2 separate regions of the Columba livia genome follow, and region 1 is linked to region 2. A link is a contact called in public Hi-C data. All regions are on one chromosome and are shown on one strand. Each heading gives the region's core, a stretch centred on a gene start, on an enhancer-like site or on the middle of the called end of the contact. The rest is flanking DNA. Distances are from core to core; before and after follow the strand shown.

What was found. Hi-C and Micro-C count contacts between places; a contact is called where the count stands out from the background.
Region 1: a Hi-C map of liver shows a contact between it and region 2, with 2.5 times the contacts expected there. The contact joins the enhancer-like site here to the promoter of UBXN2B in region 2. A contact is called at or near these places in 2 of 2 Hi-C or Micro-C datasets (crop and liver).

The regions. Positions count from the first base shown.
Region 1 is chr2:123,080,769-123,086,291 of bColLiv1.pat.W.v2, reverse strand. NSMAF (neutral sphingomyelinase activation associated factor) reads left to right here. Exons shown (of 31, transcript XM_065053609.1): 14 at 642-721; 15 at 2,114-2,204; 16 at 2,299-2,362; 17 at 2,486-2,537; 18 at 3,535-3,655; 19 at 3,948-4,079. Among named protein-coding and RNA genes, the nearest start is that of NSMAF, 26 kb to the left of the region's middle. Within about 2 kb of position 1,956, at least 2 of the 3 cell types and tissues checked have an H3K27ac peak away from gene starts, as active enhancers do.
Region 2 is chr2:122,986,967-122,992,848 of bColLiv1.pat.W.v2, reverse strand. It overlaps UBXN2B (UBX domain protein 2B), which reads right to left and starts at 4,424. Exons shown (of 9, transcript XM_065053607.1): 1 at 4,249-4,424; 2 at 2,143-2,243. The coding sequence starts at 4,374.

The DNA of each region.
Region 1 (5,523 bases), core at 707-3,206, 96 kb before region 2:
GATTTCAATAAATGCAAAAGAACCAGTAAAATGGCCTCTTGTGGAACAAGCTGGGTACATTGAAATATATAGAATCCAGGTGTTCTGTTACAGTTCTCAGCACTGGAAGTTTAAATAAAGAGGCTAACAAGGCTTATGCCTAAATCAAGGGTCTTTGTGCAATGTGTGTTGGATGCTTCTCCTTTTGGGGATTCTGTCCCTCAGCAAGGAGTAGGGGAGTCTTGTGGTGTTCATCAGCGCTGCCTCAGACACTCCAGTCTGACTGTTTGGTGGGGTTTAACTGTAGTGTGACAGAATAGTTAATGAATAGAAAGAAGATTCTAGCTGCTTTTGTGCCCTGGGTAGCAGGATTCATGTTGACTAGGTGACATTGGGTGCAATAGCTGTCACATAGATGTAACTACTGGGTCTTAAGCAAGAGGTTTGAGGTTAAGCCTACTTGAAGGAAGGCAGTAAGTAGCTGTTTACAGTAAGACTTTCATTCTTTCGTAGTTAAGGAGCAGAGAAAATTACTAGGGGGGGCTTTGAGTTGATTTTTTTGTTTGTTTTCTTGTGGGGGTTTTTGTTTGGTTTTTAAAATACTGATTAGAATATATTCTTGTCTAGTAGAAACAACACATTTAACTATGGGTTTTTTTTAGATCTGACAAAGCCTGAAACATTCCGTGACCTTAGTAAACCAATTGGTGCCCTGAATAAGGAAAGGCTGGATAGATTATTGGTATGTATATCTTGGCTTTTATGTGTTACACACTTTGGGCCTTATACATATTGGCAATAAAAGGACCTCTGTCAAGCAAGCTGTGAGAACTATGTAGTTATCTAAAACTAACTATAAACCTTATCAGAAGCAAACTTGCCTATACACATATCACATTTATTTTCAGCTTGATTTCATCAGTGCTGATTTTGTCAGTACTAATTTAAAGTGATTTGAATCCATATCCTCTTTCTTAGTACCGCTTCATATGTATGCGCTTTTATTTGTTTTACGTCATTTTTCAAATAAAATCCCCAAGTCCATGTAACTATTGTAACTGCGTTTCTGTGGCAGGAACTCAGATGCTATAAACATATTTGGAAATATAAAACTTCAAGCCCAGTGGGTTTATATATGTCATGTAAAATACATGTATGAATTAAACAACACAAAGTACTGGAATTCTTAAGTAGTTCCGTTTAAGTAAAATGCTGAATTTGAGGGAGAATGCTTCCAAGGAAGGAGATCTGTATCCACAGAGATCAGAGCACCGACTTGAAATTTCCACATGCAGATAATAGTGCACAGACTTTTTCCGTTTCTCAATGTAGTCAGTTGTGGGTTTTTTTCCATAAGCAATCAAACACGTGGTTACAGGCTTAGAAGGCTCTTGGTTTCTTAGTTTTTAATCCTTTGTATTAAGTCATTGTCTCCTATGATAAGTTAATTACTCCAAAACCATTTACAGAATGTAGCTGTATTTAATGTTTCGGAATCTTTATTAGTTCTTAATGAAGTATTAGGAAAAAAAATATCGCTAGATTAACTTTTTTATATTGACAAAAAAGATTATTTCAAAGTCATAAAGCTTCCTGAGGTTGTGGTGGGAAAGAACATGATCAGTATTAGGTTTCAATAAGAGTAAATAAAGTTTTCTCTCGAAGATCTGACTGTTTCGTCAAACTGTTAGCCACCTCATACATAGTGCAGTAAAAGTAACTTTGTTTAGACGATTATAGGTTTTACAGATCACACCTAGGAGCTTCAGACAGGAGGGAATCTTCCTATGTTCTTCCATCCTCATTAAACTTCACGTGAAAGATGAAAAGAAAGTCTTTGCACTCCTTTTAAGTTGAGTCACTGCAGTTACAAGTGAAAATGAGTGGAAAAAAAAGCAGAAAACCTGATAATTCTGGATGATAAGTCCTAACAATTTTTTTGCCTTATTGATTTACTGATCTGATTAAAGCCAAGTGGTTGTTAGAACTGAGAGGTTTTTTTTTCTCATTGGAAAAAAATACGGTAGTCCTAATCTGTGTCTTTACAAAAAAGTAGCAGGTATGTGTTCAATATTGAGGGAAAGCAGGAGTGCTGATTTTAAACAGACCTCTCTTTCTTCTTTACATGTTGCAGACACGTTATCGGGAAATGCCAGAGCCCAAGTTCATGTATGGGAGCCATTATTCATCTCCGGGTTATGTTTTGTTTTACCTTGTTAGAGTTGGTAAGGCAGCTTTTACGTGCTCTGTGAGCAGACAGCTACCTCCACCGTGGACAAGGTTTGGAGGAAACTGATGGGTTTTTTTTCTTCTCCTTAGCACCAGAATACATGCTGTGTCTGCAGAATGGAAAGTTTGATCACGCTGACAGAATGTTCAACAGGTTTGTTTACATTTTGTCTGTAACTAGTTTGGTTTTGTTTTCAAATGTGCATCAAGGGAGTGCAAAGCCTTAAAAAGAATATTTTTTTTTTTAAAGAAATGTTGATTGATATGTGTTATCTAGTCTTGCAGAAACCTGGAAAAACTGTTTGGATGGTGCAACAGATTTCAAAGAGGTAAATAGTTGGAAAATGGTGCGAGCCCTTCTTGATGTCTGTGCTAAGTTTTCTGTTCTTAGATGTCTCCTGTTGATTTGAGAGTTTTGGGGTGAGGTGTGTTTGCTTGGGTTTTTTTATTTTGTTGTTTGTGGTTTTTAGTTGTGTAGGGTTTTTTGTTTGTTTTGTTTTAAGGCTCTTGACTGCATTTTATGACTCCTTTAACATTTGTAACTTGTTCCTTCTCTGTAATTTCATGATTGCTTGTCTGTGTCTGCTTTCTGGCTTTTAGTTTGACACAAGTGTCATTGTGAATGTGAGAATTACCAGAGTGGATTAAAGCTGAAAAGATGCAATTTTATGTATTGTCTGCTGGAATCTTGCAAGGATTTGTTGTATTACATCTGGTTGAACTATAGAAGTATTTTCTTAGTTATTTGAGCCTTATAAAAACTATAACTTGTAGAATACATTGAGAATGATTAGCTGTCAGTAAGTGCTGGTAAATAATGTGTCTTTTATAAGGAGTTTAATATAGTGGTACTTAAAAAAAAAAAAATCTATCGTTAATCATTAACTATAGTGGTCTTTAAATAGTTGACTTCTGAAACTTTTGTCACCATGCAAGTTTTATTCTAGATTTTTTTCCTTGACTTTTACCTGATGTCTTAAAACTTAGAAGGTACCTGTGCAATGATAATTCTGAAGATACTCTTAGCTATTATGGATCTGTATGTCACATATTACATGTTAAAAATACTTAGGCCACTCTGAATTTATCTCAGAGAATTGCCTTTAAGGTAGTCAAGAAGCCTGAATGTAGTTAGGAGGATAATGGGGAGAAGTTTCCAGTGCTGCTTTACTGACAGAGAAGAAAGCCTGGAAAAATTACTACCCAGCTGTGGGGGCTTGACTTAGGAACTTTGATAACTTCTAAGTTTTTACTGATTGTATTCTACTTAAGTGATCAAAGCTAAGCTAATCTCAAAACTTTCTTTTTTTTTTTTTGGTCTTCCAGTTAATTCCAGAATTTTATGAAAATGATTCTAGTTTTCTAGTAAACAGTTTGAAGTTGGACTTGGGAAAAAGGCAGGGTGGAAAGACGGTTGAAGATGTAGAGCTTCCCCCTTGGGCATCAGGTAATGACAGCCAACTTCTTACATTATGAATTAATTCAAGATTATATAGATTCCTGGGATGGTGGTTCTTATCTCAAATTCGCATTCCATTTCCTTTTAAAGGAATTTTTGCTTCAAAACATGATGTAATTAATAGTTGTATTTAATTTTTATAGCAAATTTGAGGATTGGTGTGCAGTGTTGGGTTGGGGTTTTTTTGTTTGGCTGTTTTTTTCAAGAAGGAAGAGGAACAGAGGTGGATGACAATACTGAATGGGATATCTTCTCCTTTAATTAACCTTTCTCTTGCCAGGTCCTGATGACTTTCTTCAGAAGAGCCAAGAGGCTTTAGAAAGTCAGTATGTATCAGAACATCTTCATGAATGGATTGACTTAATATTTGGCTACAAGCAGAAAGGAAGTGAAGCAGTTGCAGCTCACAATGGTAAATACATACTTTACAGAAACGGGGTGGGGGGAAAGGATGCTTTAATTAGGCAGAAATGATAAATAACAGCATATCTGTAATGCCTGATTTCTTTTGAGTGTTCATAACTATGCTTTGAATGATTGATCCTTAAAGGAAATGCAGTTTTTTGTTACTGGAAATAGTCTTATCTAGTAAAATCTGTGGCCTTCGTGGTGATCTGCATCTTTGAAGATGTACTTAAGATGGTAGGCAAGAAGATTCTACAGCCCTGCTGTTAATTGCTCACACAGTGTGGTGTGGCAATGTAGTATGGAATTAGTGTTTCCCAGTTGAAAATGGGAGTCTGTAGGGTCTCCACACAAACATGTATTTAACTCTCCTATGCTGTATTTGCAGTGTGAGAATTTAAATGCGTTATATTTTTTTATTATTGTTATTTTTCCCCCCGCTCCTGAGAGGACTTGCTAGGGAAAGAAGGGGCTAATGGGTTATAGCTCTTTAGGAGCAAGAATGAAGGAAAAAGTGTGCAGGTGACTCCATTTGTCCTTGGGTACTACCGCAGTAGTATATAGGCCTTTTACTGTACACATGGAAAGTTTCACTGTTTGCAGTCTTATTCTGAAGGTGTAAGTAGCCGTGGTAGATGCTTACAAAAGGAGATGTTATTATGTGGTTGCTTTGGTGATGTGTTTAATTTATCTAGACCAAATAGTACTATCAATGATGAACGTATTGAGCAGTCTGATATTTAACCACGTATGTTACTACTCAATAAGAAAATGTCTTCTTGGAAAAGAAAGATTAGCAGATCAGACTTATAGGGTGTTTATTCCCACAGCCCTGATCCTTTTGAAGGATTACAGGTAACAATATTGAGACAGTTTGCACTTAACAAGAAAAAACAGGTTTAAAAATAAGACCTTCCTACATCAGTGGGGAGGGAAGGAAAAAGCAGCTCTTCGTTTTGGTTGTCAGTGCTTTCTACTTCCAGGGTAAGATAATGCAATTTGTTTTGTGATGTGGTTTTTCTTGTTCTGTGTGTGCTTTTGGGCTTTTTTGTTCTGTGGTTTTTTTTCTGTTTTTTTGTTGCCATTGGGGTTTTTTAATATGCTTCTTCACACGTCCTTAAAACATGATTGGCCGTATTTTAGATTTTTGGAGTTTGGCATCTGATCATACTGTGACCATAAATGTCAGTTACAATGTGCCAGGGCCTTTGAATATTGCAAGTTGGCATTTAAATTATGGCACCTATATTTTTCTCTCTCAAATGAGAGCACTTTTTATACATAATGTACTTTTGCTGCAATGGATTTTTATTAGCATGATGAATTGCCGACACTTCGGTAGATAAGAGAGGCAGAAGGGATCTGTGTATGAATGAGCTTATGTCAAAACATAAGGTCAGTATTGCTTTGCAGAGGCCCCAAAGTAATTCACTGTGTAACTGCTAGCCTCA
Region 2 (5,882 bases), core at 3,175-5,674:
CTGGTGGTCCCACAGATACCACAGGTAATACGCAAGTGCAACAGCTGTTCAAGAACACAGCTTACCAAAATTAATTATACTTCAAATTCTTTCCACATTTTAGCTGTTTTTGTCAAGCGGTAAGTTGCCTAGTGAAGTCAACATTGGTTTTCTTTGATGTCCTAGAGTTCCTGTCTGTGAGGATCCTAAAAACTAAAAAGTAGTAGTTCTCACTTCTATTTTACACAACTGTAAAAACATGTTGAATGGTGACATTGTGAAGACTTACAAGAGACAATTAAAATACAGAATGAGGTTCTGTTTTATGATAGGGACAGATTGATAAGTTACCACCAGACAAGCTAAGGTTGTTAGCTTATAAAATACCAGAAAAAGCTGTACAGATACATACTCTCATCCTGTAATAACTGACTATAAAAGTCATTAACACAAGATGTATACGAGGTATCTGACTACCACGAGATAAAAACATACATACGACCTGCCACATGAGTGAAGGCAGCTCACTAGTTCAGACTTATGCATTTTTCTGATTTCTACACCTGTGAAATCAAAAAGTAGCAGAGCAGGCCATTGTTTTTTTTAAGTATCAGTGCTGATAAATGATGTAATTCTATATCCCAGTGAAGAGCTGCCTCTTATTACTTAGAAAAAAATGTATTGTTATGTACTTAGGTCAAGTGCACTAGAAACACTTTAATCTCTTTTATTTTCTTCCCTTGTTCCATTGTAGGTTTTGTGGGACTTGTATTTTTGTGCCAATAGTCTTAAGTTTCTTAAAGGAGTTTACACAACATGACAACATATATAATATGGTATTTGTTCCAAGCAGGGCCTAGAGACATTCTTCTATAGCTGCAACTGTGGAAGGCAAGCCAAGCAGATGACTTCAAGAGTGGCACTATGTTTCCTTGCAATTAATACACCGCTCATCAGAGAGCAAACTGAAGTCTACTGAAAGAAAAACCTCATTTTGGATGCCAGGCAAAGAGCAGCCATCTCTTCTTTCTCAGATTCCAGTGTAACTGCCAAAGAGCAAGTGTTTGCCAACAGCTATCACATGGAAATAGATGAGATACTCTTATTGCAGCTTTTCCTTCAGGTGGAGTGGGAAGTTGTAACTTCATTATATGTATCAGTATACGGAGCTGTTTGCATTATTTGTTTATAAACTGTGTTCTACATAGTTGATTAGTCAACTTAGGTGGTTTCACCAAAACAAACTAACAAAAAGAAACAACAAAAAAGTTATTATTTTCCAAGCGTCACATACTGTGCTAAAATCCCTCTTCCTTAAGATGTGCATTTGTAGATGCCTTTGAAGGATGACTCTGATGACTAAGATCTTTTCTGCTCCTTAACCTCCTTTAAAACAGAGATTCATATTGGCAACAGTGATTGAAAGACAACCCAAATATAAGACTTGCTATGGCATCGCTGATGGTAATGTTATAAAGACTTCTTTAAAACAATTTAAATAAAAATTAATTAAAAACTGGCAGGTTTCCCTAAAAAAAATTAAAACCACATTGAACCTTCAAACGCTATGTGAACTCCAAACACTGCAGGCCAGTAAAAGTTGCATTTATACAGATACATCTCTTTCCTTCTACCTGCCAAACCCAGACAAATTCACTAAAAAGCCCTTCTTATTTCCCTCACCCCACAGAAGCCTACTAATGAACCTACGAATAATTTTTCAAATTAATATTTGTCTCATCAGGTACAGGTAAGTACAAGACTTCAAGCAGCTCACTTGCCAAGTTTCACAGAAACTACTGATTTGCTGAATTTTGAGGGAGCAATGAACTCCAATATTGTTCTGAAGCAGCAAATTTCCAAAATCTATCTGTGTGAACAGAGAGCAACACTGCATTTCACGTATAACACTTTAACTTTATCTGAAGTTGGTTTAAAGTGTTTTGGAATACCACATAGCACAAAGGCTCCTAAATAAATACAATTTAAAAAGCATTCTGAGAAGACACAGACTATGCACTATTATAGGGATTCACAATTCTGGATTATGAACTGCTGTAGATCACTTTTTGTACAAAGAGGAGATCAAGTAAGTATGACAAAGTTATGTGAGCTAATACAGTAACTATTCAACACACTTCTGAAGTACAAAGCACACCTCACCTCTGTGGTACTTTTGTGTTACTAATCTTTGCAGTGGTTGGTTTGTCAGGACACAGTGACTGCCTTTTAGCTTCATCTTCGTATAACTCTGCCAAGGCCAACTGTAGGAAACAGAACTCTTTTTAGAAGTCTGTAACTCTAGAACTACATATGGAACAGAAATAAGACAAAAACTAATGCAAAATGCATGCATCCCCAGAAAATTAGAAACAGGAGAAACCCCAACTACTTCTCTAAACTCAACTTCCAGACAGGAAGCTTTATGAAAAAAAACACACGATGCTTAATGTTATTGTGACTTGGAATTTGTACTCTGCTGTTGTTTGGTTCACTAGTTACATTCAGCCTGTATTAGATTCAGAATCACAAGACTATATACACATGTATATATCAAGCATCACCTCAACAATGATAAAAAATTGAAATAAATTTGCTAGGTAACTCTCTGATAAGACTTGGAAGCACAATAAATGTAATCCAAATAAGCTTCTACTGGAATTAAGAACTAAGTCTGCCTTGCTGGTTTGAATGCAAGACATCATTGTAAATACTTAAAAAAAAAAAATAATAATGCCCAAAGGTTCCCTAAATGCTGCCATATCAGTGGTAAGTTCATTTTTAGGAAGTTGTGTGAGACATCTCTAACGTGTCATTTTTAGCAATCTTACTTTTGTCTTGAATAATACTTTTCATTTGCCAAATCATCCTTAATTTTATCCTCAAACCATTTTGTTCACACTATGCAAGTCACATTAACATTTTATCATACACACCAGAACAGGTAGTAGGCTACAATTTCACTGCAGTTTTGTGTTCAAGGAATACACATTAAAATTAAATGAAACATCTGTCCTTCAACACACACTGCTATGAACACAGGATATTAATCCCATATTATTGTGAGGCATTTTCAGCAGCAGGAAAATATGAGCTGAGGTATTATTCCCATTACGAAAATTAAACTGAGCAACAACACAGATCAAGAAAACCACTGAAGACCTCCATATTACCTGAGGATACAAGTAATTATCCTTTAGATATGTATTTCTTATGGGGTAAGTCATAGACACAAGTCCAGAAGCAGACACTAAAAGGAATAGGCAAAGACGTACCCTGTGCCGTCCCTAATCCCAAAACCGAGCAATGCTGAGAGAGTGTAAAAGGGCACAATCAGGCTTCTGTTCTTTCTTCATGCCACATCTCTTATGGTGTCATGACAAATCAAGGCCTCAGCTGGATGGATGGATAGGTAGCTACTCTGACTCAGGAGGGCATTTCTTTGTATTTTAACATTCTATCAATAATCTTCTATCTCAAACACCTGTCTGGTTCAGTTGTCTAACTAAAGGCATTATGAACCAAAAAGTATTAACACAGACTTTATTAGTGTTACATTTTGTAGCAAAGTTAATCTCAGGAAGAACCTATGAAAATTGCAAATAGTAACCAAGAAAAAAAGAAAACAATATCCACCTTTCTCTGTTAATTTTTTAAATTAAACAAAATATGGGCAGTTTCAGTTAATGTAAAGTTTCACCTGTTTTCCAACCAATTTGTTGCTAAAATATTTTGAATCTTCATACGGTTTCAAAGTCACATGCAAAAAAAGGAATACTGTTAAGAGAGTCTGCAATTACATCCTTAGGTACCAATCCTGAGTTACATTTGTGCTCACACTCTCTCGGAACTTTCCCCAGATAAACCTGGGAAAAGATCTTGTCCTTAGTCTTACACCACGTTTGCGGAGATTTTGTCATGGGAGGGGGAAGGACGCTCCTCCCAAATAATCAATCAGGAAACACAATGGCGCCAAAATAACTTCAAGTACAGTTAAAACCCAGCTACTGAAGCGCCGGGAAAGCCCGCCCAGGTCCCTGCCGAGCTGAGCACCACACAGGCTGACCGACCACCGCTTCCCAACGTGCCCACTGCTGTTCAGAGGCGTCCCTCCCTTCCCAGCCTCAAGAGAGGGGAAAAAACGAAAGAAAAGACGGCAACAGCCTCTGCCCGCGGGCCCAGCGCTGCCTGGCTGCGGCGGGGCAGCCCCGGCTGGCAGCTCCGCCCCGCCCCGCCGAGGGAGCGGGACGCCCATCTCCACCCCCTCACCTGCAAGTCCCGGGCACTGGGCGGGCGGCCGCTGCCGCTCCGGGGCTGCCGATCCCTCCGGCCGCCACCGGCCCCCGCGGACACGTCCCCTTCCTGCTGCGCGGGAGATGCGCCGCCGTCCGCCATCTTCCGAGGGCGGTGGCGGCGGCGGCGGAGTGGGGGGGGGACGGGGCGGGGCCAGCGCCGCCAAGGCACTTCCGCCGCCAGCGCGGCTGCCATAGCAACGGGATGGGGCGGGGCCTGGCCGGCCTAGCCACGCCCACAGGGCCGTTTCCATGGGGACGGTGGGACCTGTTACCGCCGGGCTGAGTCAGGTCTTAGAATCACAGAGTCACAGAATGTTTGGGATTGGAAGGGACCTCGAGAGATCATCTAGTCCAATCCCCCTGCTGGAGCAGGAACACCTAGATGAGGCTACACACGAAAGCATCCAGGCGGGTTTTGAATGTCTCCAGAGTAGGAGACTCCACAACCTCCCTGGGCAGCCTGTTCCAGTGCTCTGGCACCCTCACTGTGAAGAAGTGGAACCTCCTGTGTTCCAGTTTGTACCCATTGCCCCTTGTCCTATCATTGGTTGTCACTGAGAAGAGCCTGGCTCAATCCTTGTGACACTCACCCTTTACATATTTATAAACATTAATGAGGTTGCTCCTTAGAATCTCTCTGTGTGCCACAAGCACATTCTGGCCGTTGGGCTGACACCACCATGTGAGGGCTGGTGGTCTCCACCAAGGCCTGTCAGCAGGCAGGAGCCTTCCTCCATGGCCGGCTGCTGAGAGCAGGCTGCAGGCAAACCCACCCTCCTGTCCATGCCCGATGGGAGGAATACGGCTGGGCCCACGTGACACGGACACACAATATCCCTCCTGGGCAAGGGGGACTGAGGGCACACAGACAGACACACACACAGACGGACACACTCCCCATAGGACTAACACGCCAGAAGGCTGTGCTGCCATCCAGTGAGACCTGGACAGGCTGAAGAGCTGGGTGGGGAAAAATTTAATGAAATATAACAAGGGCAAGTGTAGAGTCTTGCATCTGGGCAGGAACAACCCCAGGTTTCAGTGTAAGTTGGGGAATGACCTATTAGAGAGCAGCGTAGGGGAAAGGGACCTGGTGGACAGCAGGATGACCATGAGCCGGCACTGTGCCCTTGTGGCCAGGAAGGCCAATGGCATCCTGCGGTGTATTACAATGGGGGTGGTTAGTGGGTCCAGAGTGGTTCTTCTTCCCCTCTACTCTGCCCTGGTGAGACCACACCTGGAATATTGTGTCTAGTTCTGGGCCCCTCAGTTCCAGAAGGACAGGGAACTGCTGGAGAGAGTCCAGCATAGGGCAACGAAGATGATGAAGGGAGTGGAGCATCTCCCTTATGAGGAAAGGCTGAGGGAGCTGGGGTTCTTTAGCTTGGAGGAGACTGAGGGGTGACCTCATTAATGTTTATAAATATGTGAAGGGTGAGTGTCAGGATGATGGAGCCAGGCTCTTCTCGGTGGCAACCAATGATAAGACAAGAGGCAGTGGGTATAACCTGGAACACAGGAGGTTCCATTTAAATTTGAGAAGAAACTTCTTCAAACTCATCTAGGTATTCCTGCTCCAGCAGAGGGATTGGACTAGACAATCTTTCA